3 separate regions of the Macaca mulatta genome follow, and all the other regions are linked to region 3. Evidence: chromatin contacts called from public Hi-C data. All regions are on one chromosome and are shown on one strand. The core of a region is the stretch at or near the end of the contact, and the rest is flanking DNA. Distances in the headings are between cores, read along the strand shown. Region 1 holds the start of ROMO1 (reactive oxygen species modulator 1). Region 2 holds the start of PHF20 (PHD finger protein 20). Region 3 holds the start of RBM39 (RNA binding motif protein 39).

What was found. Hi-C and Micro-C count contacts between places; a contact is called where the count stands out from the background.
Region 1: a Hi-C map of fetal cortex germinal zone shows a contact between it and region 3, with 1.8 times the contacts expected there. The contact joins the promoter of ROMO1 here to the promoter of RBM39 in region 3. A contact is called at or near these places in 3 of 14 Hi-C or Micro-C datasets (cortical neurons, fetal cortex germinal zone and liver).
Region 2: a Hi-C map of fetal cortex germinal zone shows a contact between it and region 3, with 1.7 times the contacts expected there. The contact joins the promoter of PHF20 here to the promoter of RBM39 in region 3. A contact is called at or near these places in 2 of 14 Hi-C or Micro-C datasets (cortical neurons and fetal cortex germinal zone).

Annotation. Positions count from the first base shown.
Region 1 is chr10:88,512,601-88,516,516 of T2T-MMU8v2.0, forward strand. ROMO1 (reactive oxygen species modulator 1) reads left to right here and starts at 2,327. Exons shown (of 3, transcript NM_001190916.1): 1 at 2,327-2,379; 2 at 2,555-2,685; 3 at 3,722-3,904. The coding sequence starts at 2,555. The coding sequence ends at 3,830. It overlaps NFS1 (NFS1 cysteine desulfurase), which reads right to left and starts at 2,275. Exons shown (of 12, transcript XM_077951752.1): 1 at 2,115-2,275; 2 at 1,403-1,512; 3 at 607-723. The coding sequence starts at 2,211.
Region 2 is chr10:88,597,838-88,601,360 of T2T-MMU8v2.0, forward strand. It overlaps PHF20 (PHD finger protein 20), which reads left to right and starts at 1,832. Exons shown (of 17, transcript XM_077951704.1): 1 at 1,832-1,896.
Region 3 is chr10:88,557,770-88,561,686 of T2T-MMU8v2.0, forward strand. RBM39 (RNA binding motif protein 39) reads right to left here and starts at 2,324. Exons shown (of 18, transcript XM_077951748.1): 1 at 1,987-2,324; 2 at 978-1,041.

The DNA.
Region 1 (3,916 bases), core at 1,077-3,576, 45 kb before region 3:
GCACTGCAGCCTGGGCAACAAGAGCAAAACTCTATCTCAAAAAATAATAATAATAAATAAATAAAAATACAAAAATATTAGCTAGGCGTGGTGGCGTGTGCCTGTAATACCTATTACTTGGAAGGCTGAGGCAGGAGAATCACTTGAACCTGGGAGGCAGAGGTTGCAGTGAGCCAAGATTGCGCACCACTGCACTACAACCTGGGCAACACATGTGAAAACTCCACCTCTTAAAAAAAAAAAAAAAAAGAACTATTGAGCTCTTACTACTTATAGTACTTCTTACTTATCGGTGTTGTGTTAATAAACACTTTACCAACATGGTCTTATTTAACCCACCCAGTAACCCTACAGAGTAGAATCTCCATTTTAAATGTGAGGAAAATAAGGCTTAGAGAAATTAGATAACTTGCCCAAGTCATTTAGCCAGGAAATATGGGAACTAATCAGATGCCTGCAGTCAAACTCCAAGGCTGCTCTCTGAATCTCTTCCAGAAAGAATCCAAAACCACTTCTACATCCATGCACACCTACCAAGAAGGAAATGCCTCCCACAGGCCACTGCCCCGTCTGACCTTAGAACTTCCTAGACTCCTGTGTACTAACCTGGCGAGCACGTTCCATGGCTGCCTCACTCTCCCAGCCATATGCATGTGTCCGGGAGTGTGGGTTCCCATAGTAGTTGATTAGGTAAGGGAGCATGGCATCAAGCACCCGGGGGTCCTGAGCACAACAGAACAGATCATTTTCCTTGAGACCATAGTCAATTCAGGTCCCCCTCCACCCCTCAGACCTGCCCACCCTGCCTCAAGACACTCTGAACCCCTCAGGCACTGCCTAGAGGAGGCCTCAAACATTCTTTTGTTCCCACAAAACTACCCACCAACTATCAACCTAATACACTCCCACTCACAACCCATCCCAACTCAGATCGTTCTGCCTCCCCTCAGGTAGTCTACAAACACTGCCTTGTTCCGACATGTTTCTGCTGGTGTTTCCATTCCCGCCAGGCAATGTGATCTACAAGGGGCTGGGACAGGACAGGGCCTAGGCAAATACCCCTTGTCACACACTGGTGAAAACTTGCATTAGTCTTTTAACCCATTTAAAACTTGTCCAAGTTCACACAGTTACTAAGTGGTGGTTCTGCTCATTCCAGAGCCCATGCTTTCAACTACTACGATAGAGCCTGCGCTGAAGTGATTTGACCAAGGTCAATCGCTGGTGAGTAGTAAAGCCACTGCCAGTGGCCTCAAATTTAAGCCTCCTGACTCCTGGCTCAGTGCTTTTTCCAGCACACCTTCATGGCTCTCACTTCTCCAGGGATTCAGCCATTGCTTTGCGTGGTCACGCCCATCATTTACTTCCTAATAAACAGCCTTGGGAAAAGCTCCATCCTTACCAGAGGAGTTGTAGCTTGTACATCCATATAGAGAGGTCGCAGCACTGGCCCCGCCTCCGGGGCAGCGGTTGTATCTGCGGGAACAGCAGACTGAGGAGCATGATCTCCAACTGACAAAAAATGGAATGGAGTGGCCAAGTAAGACCGAAGGCAACTATGAACGCATGGCATCCAAAGGGCAGAAGGAAAAATCTGGCTGGGGGTGAGATAAGTGTAAGGGATGCTGGGGTCGAATCTCAATGGAAAGAAAACAGCAGAAGATACCTGACACGCTGTAAAAGGAGGTAAAGGAGAGGGAGAGAGGGTTCCTGGAGGGGCTGTTGAGGTGATATTCAAATGGCCTCCTAGGGAGGAAGACTGTAAAGGGCCAAGCCATTTAGAAGGAACGTGGAGCCAGAGTAGGTGCAGCCCCTTCTGACCGAAGCTAACGGTCTGCACGGGAGCCCAGAGCAGCATCTGTAACTTGGCCAGGAGCGGTCTGAAGGACGCGCCTCCACGGCTCTGGGGGCCTGTCGCGCAGGGTGCGAGGGGTGGTGCGCCGGGGTCAACCGTTCGGGGACCCGCCTAAGAAAGTCTGAGGGATGTGTCGTTTGAGAGAAAGGGTCAGAGAGTCTGGGCAGCAGGGTGGACAGGAAGGCTCCGGAATATTCAGTTGCGTCGCCGCGCGGAGGGGACAGGTCCGCACCTCCCGGAGAGCGGGACCCGAGCGTACCGCGCAGGCGCAGCCCCCGAGTGGGCGCCGCGGGCTTCGGCCCTGGAGCCGCTGTCACCGCCACTGCCGCCCGCCTCCAAGCGGCTCGGAGCAGCATGGTCCCGCTGGCAGAGCCCACCTTCCGAAGCTGCTACGGTCCTGGGCCCCAGGCTCCCGGAAGTGCTTCCCCGCGATCCGGAAGCGATTCATCGGGCCTCGAGCGCCCTCCCAGTCGTTTTCCGGGAGAGACGTAGAGCTGAGCGACCGAGGCCGCGAGCTAGGTGAGGTAGGCGCAGGGCGACGCGGGGCCGGAACGCGAAGAGGGTGTTGGAGTCGGGCTACCCATGGATTTTCCTTCCCTGACTTCCCCCGAGCCCTTGGGCCCACTTCCCGCCTGCCGCCTCCGTGCACGCCCGACTCTTGGGCCAGCGCCTGGGCCCACACTTTCCTATCCCCCGCAGATGCCGGTGGCCGTGGGTCCCTACGGACAGTCCCAGCCAAGCTGCTTCGACCGCGTCAAGATGGGCTTCGTGATGGGTTGCGCCGTGGGCATGGCGGCCGGGGCGCTCTTCGGCACCTTTTCCTGTCTCAGGTGAGGGGCGCGGGCGGTGATCTCTGGGTAGGACAACCAGATCTTCCGGCCCTACCCCATTCGGCCTGGAGCCTGAACACAGCCTCCTAATCCTTTAGACTTCCCTCTCTGTCCCATCGCGAGCCAGACTCATTCCAAACCACCTTCAATCTGAAAGGTCAGGTTGGAAGGGTCAGTGCTTAAGAATTTGAGCTTTAGAGTCAAACTGCTTTCTGGCCCTTTTCTTACTGGTTCGGTGACTTTAGGCAAGTTGGAGACTGGGTTTCCTTAAGTGTAGAATGAAGACAGCGTCTACCTTATAGAGTTCTAAAAATTCGATCAGCACACTTTGCACAGAATCTGGCACATATTAAGTGCTCAGTAACTGGTTACTACTGTTGCTTTTATTTTTATTTCCAATTGCGCATGAGGAAAGAAACTTGTTCAGCGGTTTTACTATTCTGGATACAGGATACAACAGAGATAAAGCAGTCAAACTTTACACTCTGAAAGTCATTTTCACATTTAGGAGCTGTTATTGCTCTATCTCCAGATTGTAAATTACCATTTACCGAGCACTTACTCTATGTTAAGCACTGTGCTAAATCCTGTAGTTTTCAAAATCCTGTAAATAATGAGATGCCCATTTTACACTTCACACTACGTGTAAATTGCAGAGGTGGCTCTTGAACCCCAACCTTACTCCAAAATCATTAACAAGAAACTAAAAGATAGATGTCTTTATTGGGTCTTATTTAACCTGCAGGCAACACCAGTCCAAAAAACTGGTTTCTCTGCCTATGTATTTTACACTGCATCTGCTGCCTTCCACAAACTGAAGGCAGTTAATATGACATCCACCAGAATTCCCTGGAGACCCAGATGGATCTTTTTCCTTCTCATTACCTACCCCAGGTAGTAAGAGGTAATATCCAGTAAGTGGAAAATGAGATGTAGGGGTTGCTAGACTAGTGTTAGCAAAAAATTGGAAAGGAGCAGTTAATACTCTTTCTGGTATTTTTGTTACCAAATAGCCCCATCTTGGTTTCCTCCTCAGGATCGGAATGCGGGGTCGAGAGCTGATGGGCGGCATTGGGAAAACCATGATGCAGAGTGGCGGCACGTTTGGCACATTCATGGCCATTGGGATGGGCATCCGATGCTAACCATGGTTGCCCACTACATCTATCCCTTCCCATCCATCCCAGCCCACGTACTAATAAAAGAAAGTCTTTGAGTAGTCAGTGTTTTC
Region 2 (3,523 bases), core at 582-3,081, 40 kb after region 3:
CAAGTATAGCTGAAGCTTTTGTCCCTGGTTCCACAGTATCTCTACCTAAGGGCTGCTCTTTGCCCTGACTACCTCCACTGAGGCAATACCCTCCTTAGTCTCCAGCCCTGGTTTAAAAAGCACTTCTCAAGCTGGATTTGCTGGCTGAGGCCTGTAATTCCAGCATTTCTGGAGGCTGAGGCAGGAGGATCACTTGAGCCAAGGAGTTTGAGACCAGCCTGGGCAACAAAGTGAAACCCTGTCTCTAAAACAAAAACAAAAACAAAAACAAAAAACTGAGTCGGGTGCAGTGGCTCACGCCTGTAATCCCAGCACTTTAGGAGGCTGAGGTGGGCAGATTATGAGGGCAGGAGTTCAAGACCAGCCTCATCAAGATGGTGAAACCCCGTCTCTACTAAAAAAAAAAAAAAATACAAAAAATTAGCTGGATGTGGCGGCGTGCACCTGTAATTCCAGCTACTCCTGAGGCTGAGGCAGAGAATTGCTTGAACCCGGGAGGCGGAGGTTGCAGTAAGCCAAGATTGCACCATTGCACAGCTTGGGCTACAGAGTGAGACTCCGTCTCAAAAAAAAAAAAAAAAATTGGCTGAGCACGATGTTAATTCCAGCACTCTAGGAGGCTAAGGTGGGTGGACTGCTTGAGCCCAGGAATTCAAGACCAGCCTGGGCAACATGGTGATACTGCATCTCTACAAAAAAATGCAAAAATTAGCCAGGCTTGGTGGTGCACACCTGTGGTCCCAGCTATCAGGGAGACTGAGGTGGGAGAATTGCTTGGGCCTAGGAGGTGGAGGTTATGATGAGCCAAGACTGAGCCACTGCACTCCAGCCTGGGTGACACACTGAGACCGTGTCTAAAAAAAAAAAAAATTCGCCAGGCATGGTGGCATGGGCCGGCAGTCCCAGCTACTCAGAAGGTTGAGCTGGGGCCACAAGTGCGCACGTTCACGCCTGGCTAATTGTTGTATTTCTTGGAGAGAGGTGGGGGGGGGTCTGGCTATGTTGCTCAGGCTGGACTTGAACTCGTGAGCTCAAGTGATCTACCCATCTCAGCCTCTCAAAGTGTTGGAATTACAGGCGTGAGCCACTGCTCCTGGCCTCATATTCTTTCGGGATGGCTTCAACTCCGACCTTCGTCCCCAGGCAAAATATAGCTCCTTATCCTTAGCAGCAATTGGAAACCTTTCTAGGTGTTAATGATAAAGTGGGGGAGAAAAAGAGTGCAAAGGCTCTGAGGTGAGAAGAACCTGGATTGTTGGCGGAGTTGAAGGACGCTGAGAATGTGGGGGAGCTGGATGTGTGAGGACAAGAAAGCGGCAGGTCAGGTCCAGACTTTGAAGAGCCTGGTAGATACTCTAGGTGAAGAGTTAGATCTTAATTAGGAGTAGGGAGGGAAACGGGCTTTGAGCAGGGGATGGCGTTTTGAAAAGACCTCTCTGCCTGTGTACGAAGAATGGATTAGAACGGCAAAGAGTAATAGGGTGGAGACCACCGTCATCTTGGAGAGATGGTGGTCGCTTCGATGGAGAAGTGGGAAGCTTTGAGACACATGTAGGTGGCAAAATTAACGGGTGATGGATAGCGTCCATTCCCCGGCTTCCGAGATCTCAGTGATTACGAGTGAGTAGGGGCTTCGTGTTTCTGATAGGGCGCGGACCTGTTTCCCGCGCGTCAGGGCAGTGGGCGTGGCCTGCGCAGGCGGTTGCCACGGTGATCGGGCGGACAGGGCAGGGGGCGGGGCCGCTGGGACCTTACGTCACTCGGTGGTGGCGATGATGCGTCTGTGTGGGGGGCGGGGGATACGCTGGGCGCGTCCCGGGGGTCACGTGGTGTAGAGCACGCAGAGTCCTTCTGTCGGTTGGTCCTGGAGCGGCGCAGCCGGAGTGGGGCCGTGAGGTGAGCTCGCGGCGAGGCTCGGCGAGGCGAAGCCGGCTGGCCGGGGCCGGGTCGGGCCGGGCCCGCGCTGCGCGCGCGCCGTGCGGACGGGGACGGCGACGGACGCCACGGCTGCTCCGGTCCCCTGCCCGGCCCCGCTCCCCGCCTGGCCCCGCTCGCCCAGCCTGGAGGGAGGCCCTGGGACTGCTGCTGAGAGCGTGGCGGGCGTGCGAGCGGTGCCCAATCCCCGGGGCTACCCTCAAGAGTGACGGCGGCTGCCGCCAATCAGCGCCGCCCGAGGGGGCTGGGCCGTGGGGTGCGGGCCCGGGGCGCGGAGCGGGCCGTGTTGGGGGTGCGGGTGAGCGCTAGGGACCGAGCCTGAGCTGTGTGGGCCCCTAGAGCCTCATCAGCAGCCTCTGCTGTTGCCCTGTGCTTTGGGGATACGTTTTTTTAAAATTGGCTTTTTTATGCTATTCCGGGGAGCACATTCCTTTCTCAAGACCCCAAATATGGGAGTGTCCCTTTTCTCTATAGTTTTGAAAACTGGGCGGCACACCCCCTTTCTTAAGCTCTAGCTCTGGAATTTTATCTAAATTTCTAAAGCCCCCCGCGAATTGAAGGTGTGCCCTCTAACCTCAGCCCCCAAAGTGGAAGCACACTCCTTTTTTCGGGCCTCCAATCTGATTCTGCGTTTCCGTTCCAATTTAGAGGTTCACCCTGTTATCGGGTCTTCAGATCTGGGGTCCATTAGCCAAAGTTTTGGGATACTTTCTTGTATCCCCACCACTCCAAAGAAGAATCCCCCTTTTCCAGGTCCCAAATCTGACAGCATGCCTTCAGGAATTTCTTACATTTAGGGGCCACTTCCTTTCCTCAGCCCTTCAAATCTGAGGTTGGGCCGAAAACGATGTCCAAATTCTGAAGTTTATGAGTACTTATTTCCAGTTTCACAAATAAGGGAATTCACTGCCTTCTCCCGAGACTGTATTCTTGGGGTTACACACTTTTCACGTGTTCCCCAAATCAAACTACCTTATTTCCTGAGGGAGACTCATTTTCATATCTGGGAGTATATTTATTTCTTGTGCCCCTCAAATGTACGAGGTGAACCCCTTTTAGTTCTACAACTCTCAGAGTGCAGCCACTTTCCAGATGCTTCTTAAATTTGGGGGGCACACCTTTTTCTGAGTCCTCTCATTTCCAGGTGGCGAATGGTCTGTGGTTTTGAGCATGGCTTCCTACCCTTTTTAGCTTTTCTGTCATCCAAGACATTTTCATTCCTCAGTTTCCTTCCATTTTTGGAGCCACATTCCCCTTGAGGTGCTCTCCCAGTCTGGTCAGCGTACCCATTTCCTCTTCCCTCCTCTGGCGAGTGCGTATCTTTGTTCAGCACGGCACTTTTCTCTCTGCTCCTGCGGCCTTTTTTTCAGAGCACACTTTCCAGAGTCACGCCTCCTGAATTCTCCTCTCCCTCCAGGGAAGGATTCCTCTCCTAAAGGGCTACCTGCACATTGTTTTTCATAGGCCTGTCTTTTATCTTTCCGCTAACCGGATCTCTTCTCTTTTGGCTTGCCCAATCCCCAAACATTTTTCTGGTTTCTGTCTTTCTCCGGAACTGTTCTGTTTATGTAGTGGCTATACAGATTTT
Region 3 (3,917 bases), core at 1,074-3,573:
CGTGCTATACAATCCAAAACAAATGTATTATTTTTAAAAGGTTTAGCAAAATGTTTATTTTAAAGTTTGATTACATCAGCTATAGGAGTAAAGTGCTAACTTACAAAGCTTACAGTTTGTGACACCAGTGATAATGCATGCATACTGCTATTTTCACCACCAACTGGTGAAACAATGAAAAGACAGTTTACTTTTACTGCGATACCGAAATGAGTCAGACTATATTAGCCAAAATAATTCCTTTGTTTTTAGTGTGAAATACTATATGGCAGGGCCTAATTAAAAATAAAACAATATGGAGAACAGTAAAACAGTTATCAAGTGACTCTAAGCTGTGATACTGCCTCTTGTATTTTTTTTTTTTTTAATTTCTATTCAGGGATCCAAGAATTTTAGTAATTATTAACTGAGTAGCAGATTGCCACTGGACTGTTTAAGATTTACTATCACCAGTCTTACATAGATATATAAATTTTAAAATCTCACCCATTTCTTCTTATAAGACTATTAGAAGATTTAACTTGCCACAGACTGGTTACGCTTTCTTATTCTTGGACCCCTGCTTTTTCCCAAACCACTACATTCACCTTTTTGCTATACCAAACTGGAGCTGGTAATTCTTAGTTGAGTCATTTTACCTAGGGGACCACGGTACAGCGATAAGTCACTCAATTACTACCTTATGATTGACAGTTCACACTGGAATCAAAGGTGAATTCATGGGAGTAGAGGTGAGATATCGTTAGGCAAGTCTACAAAGAGAGATAGATGGGCATTTATTCATCACGCTGAAGTGAAACTACTGCACAATATTATTACATCAATAGCATATATTTACTTTTGTAAGTTACACGTAATGCATCTCTGATAAGATAAATCAAGAGGGCTCCGGGGAGGTTAGTTTACATTTCAGCAGTAGTTTCGTGAATAATGCTAAATTAAGAAATTATAAACCTCACCGACATGTTTTTTCTCACCTTCTTGTAAGGAGCCTCAAGCATTGCTTCAATATCAATATCGTCTGCCATTTTCTCTAAACGCCTAGGAAAAGAACAAGACGATTCGGTGAGTAAACATTTTTATTTGTCTTTCTTTTTTTTGATACGGAGTTTCGCTCTAGTTGCCCAGGCTGAAGTGCAGTGGCGCGATCTCGGCTCACTGCAAGCTCCGCCTCCCGGGTTCAAGCGATCCTCCTACCTCACCTCCCGAATAGCTGGGATCACAGGCGCCTGCCACCACACCCGGCTAATTTTTGTATTTTTAATAGAGACGGGGTTTCACCATGTTGATGAGGTTGGTCTCGAACTCCTGACCTCAAGTGATCCGCCTGCCTCTACCTCCCAAAGTGCTGCGATTACAGGCGTGAGCCACCGCGGCCGGCCTGGTAAACGCTTTTCAAATCGACTGAATTTTCTCAGCCGACACACTGGAAAACTTAAGAAAAACCTCCAAAAGCCCTACAATGAATGACTAAACTGACACGCACTTTAACCAGGTTTGGCTTATGTAAGTAAATCCAAAACGCCTCTTACACCAAAGACACGAAAATGAAGACTTCAATGTCCAATATTTAACACCCTGCGATCAACTCCAAAAACAGAAACTGGGAGACCCGAACGAGAGCGCCTCTTTCCGCGCAAAAACCCGCGCTGCCATTTTAGGGGCAAAGGGAAACTCCCTCCATTGGGAGGGGTTATGAGCCAAGGCAGCGTTCAACTGGCGCCATGTTGGGAGGTCGCGGCCGGCCCAGGCCTCGAAGGAGACAGGTCACCAATCTACAGAGGCCTCTCAGAGGTCCCTGCCACCCCAAGAATCCAGACTCTACCCGACCGGAAAATAAGGGCGCGGTCACTGAAACAGGGCCGATTTCTCGAAAACCACCCCTCACCCCGGTCGCTAAAGACCGCCAAGAGCGCCCCTCAGCCCAAAAGGGAGCCAAACCTCGAGAAAGCTGGGATAATACGCGGGTCCGCAACGCCCCTGTACCTGCTCCGGCTTTCGGACGCCTGTGGTGCTCGTCTTCGGGAAGAGACTTCTGCTGCTGCTGCTGCTGCTGCTGCCGCCGCCGCCGCCGCCGCCGCTGCCGCTTCTGTTGCTACTGTTAAGCCCCTAGGCCCAGGCCGCGGAACCGCCCAGCCCGAATATCGGGCTCCGAGGACGGCTAGGCCCGAGCGAATCTAAAAAAAACAATGGAATTAGAGAAGCCCACGCGGGAGAGCAGGACGGCGGCTTCGGCAGCTCAGGATCCACCCCTGCGACAGTGACGGCAAGCTCCCCGAAATGGCGGCCGCAGCTTCCCTGTACTCACATTCACCAGCACACATACACACACACAAACACACGGGGCCTCACAGAGCCCTCAGCACGGGCTCTCGCGAGAAGCTGCCCCAAGCAGCAAATCGGAGAGGCCGAAGTATCGCGAGATCTAAGTATAGCTCCAGCGACTGTAGCCCAATCTCGCGCAATGATTGCGCCATAGACAGTCCCATCCCCCATTCAGAGAGGCGCCTTTCACTCCCACTTCGCGTAAGCACCTAAATCTCGCGAGACAGAGTGGGTCTCTAGGGTAAAGACAGTTGGTAGGCTACCTGTCAATCTTTCAGAGAACTCCTCGCTGAGTGGAGCTCCGCGGTCGCCTCCCCCTCGTGGCGCCTCTTCACGGCCATCTGAAGATTCCCCCAGCACAGCCGACCGCCCCCTCCGGCCTCCCGGATGGCTGTCAAGGTCGCCATAAGGCAACCTAGTCGTTATGGCGATAGGATAAAACGGCGATCTTCAGATTATCCGCTAAGGGTGGAGACGAAGTGGAAAAGTATCAGAAGGCCAGAAGAGACCTTTAGGGGTAGGGGAGAGGGGAAGATAATAAAAATAGATTTCTTAGTCATTTGGAGCCAATGGCGCGGTCTGCACTGTCGATCTTTGAAACAACCTTGGAAATAGTGGAGGAAAGCAAAGAAAAGGTGGAGAAGATAAACTCTGCTTCCCTTGGCATGGGACCAGCTTTGTGCCCCGAATTTAATCACCTCTTGTGTCAGGGTTGCTACCGTTCCTTCAAAAAAGTTCCCCTTCCTGAATATTACTGAAGAATTTGGGGGAAAAAAAACACACCCCACTAAAAAAAGTCCCCCTTCCCCCAGGGACCTGGCTCCTCTCCCCTGAAGTCTTCCAGATGCCTGGTAATTAGAGCATGAATTAGTCACTGTTCTTTGGTCAGTACTGTGAGAGGTTTTCTCCTAGATGGTGGAAAAAAATTGGAAAGAACTCTTCAAAGCAAAAAATCTTACCGTCTAATCTTAACAGTCTAATGATTAAGAGCAGAAAAGATTCGAAATGAGACGCCTTGATTAGTGTAGCTAGCTGCTTCAACACTGTGTGACCTTGAACAAGCAAATTAACCTCTCAGAGCAGATTTTTCATTTCCTGATTTAAAAGAGGACATACTTAGTAGCTAGTCTAAGCGGCTTGAGCCTGAGGAAGGCAGATAATGCTCACTACTGAATTTTTAGAGGTTAGCAGGGCATGTCTGCCCAAGTGGACCCTAAGTAAATTGATGAATGAAGGCTCAGTAGGGCTATAGTGAAGATTAAACGATATAACGTCTGTAAAACGCCTGGCAAATATTTAATCTTCAAAAGAGCTAACTTCTTGCTAAACAAAATTATTTAGAGAAAATATAGATGTTAAGTGGTTTTGACTCTCAGGTTAACTTTACAGACGGGTTAGGGTTTATCTTAGAGGATTATTAATAACAGTTATTTCATAGTTAGAATACTCTCTTAGTCCTTTTCCTGAAAATTCAGATCCTCTTTTTATTTTATTTTATTTCTGAGACGGAGTCTCACTCTGGAGGCCGGGCGGAGTGGCTTATGCCTCTAATCCCAGCACTTTGGGAGGCCGGCGGGAGTGGACTGCCTGAG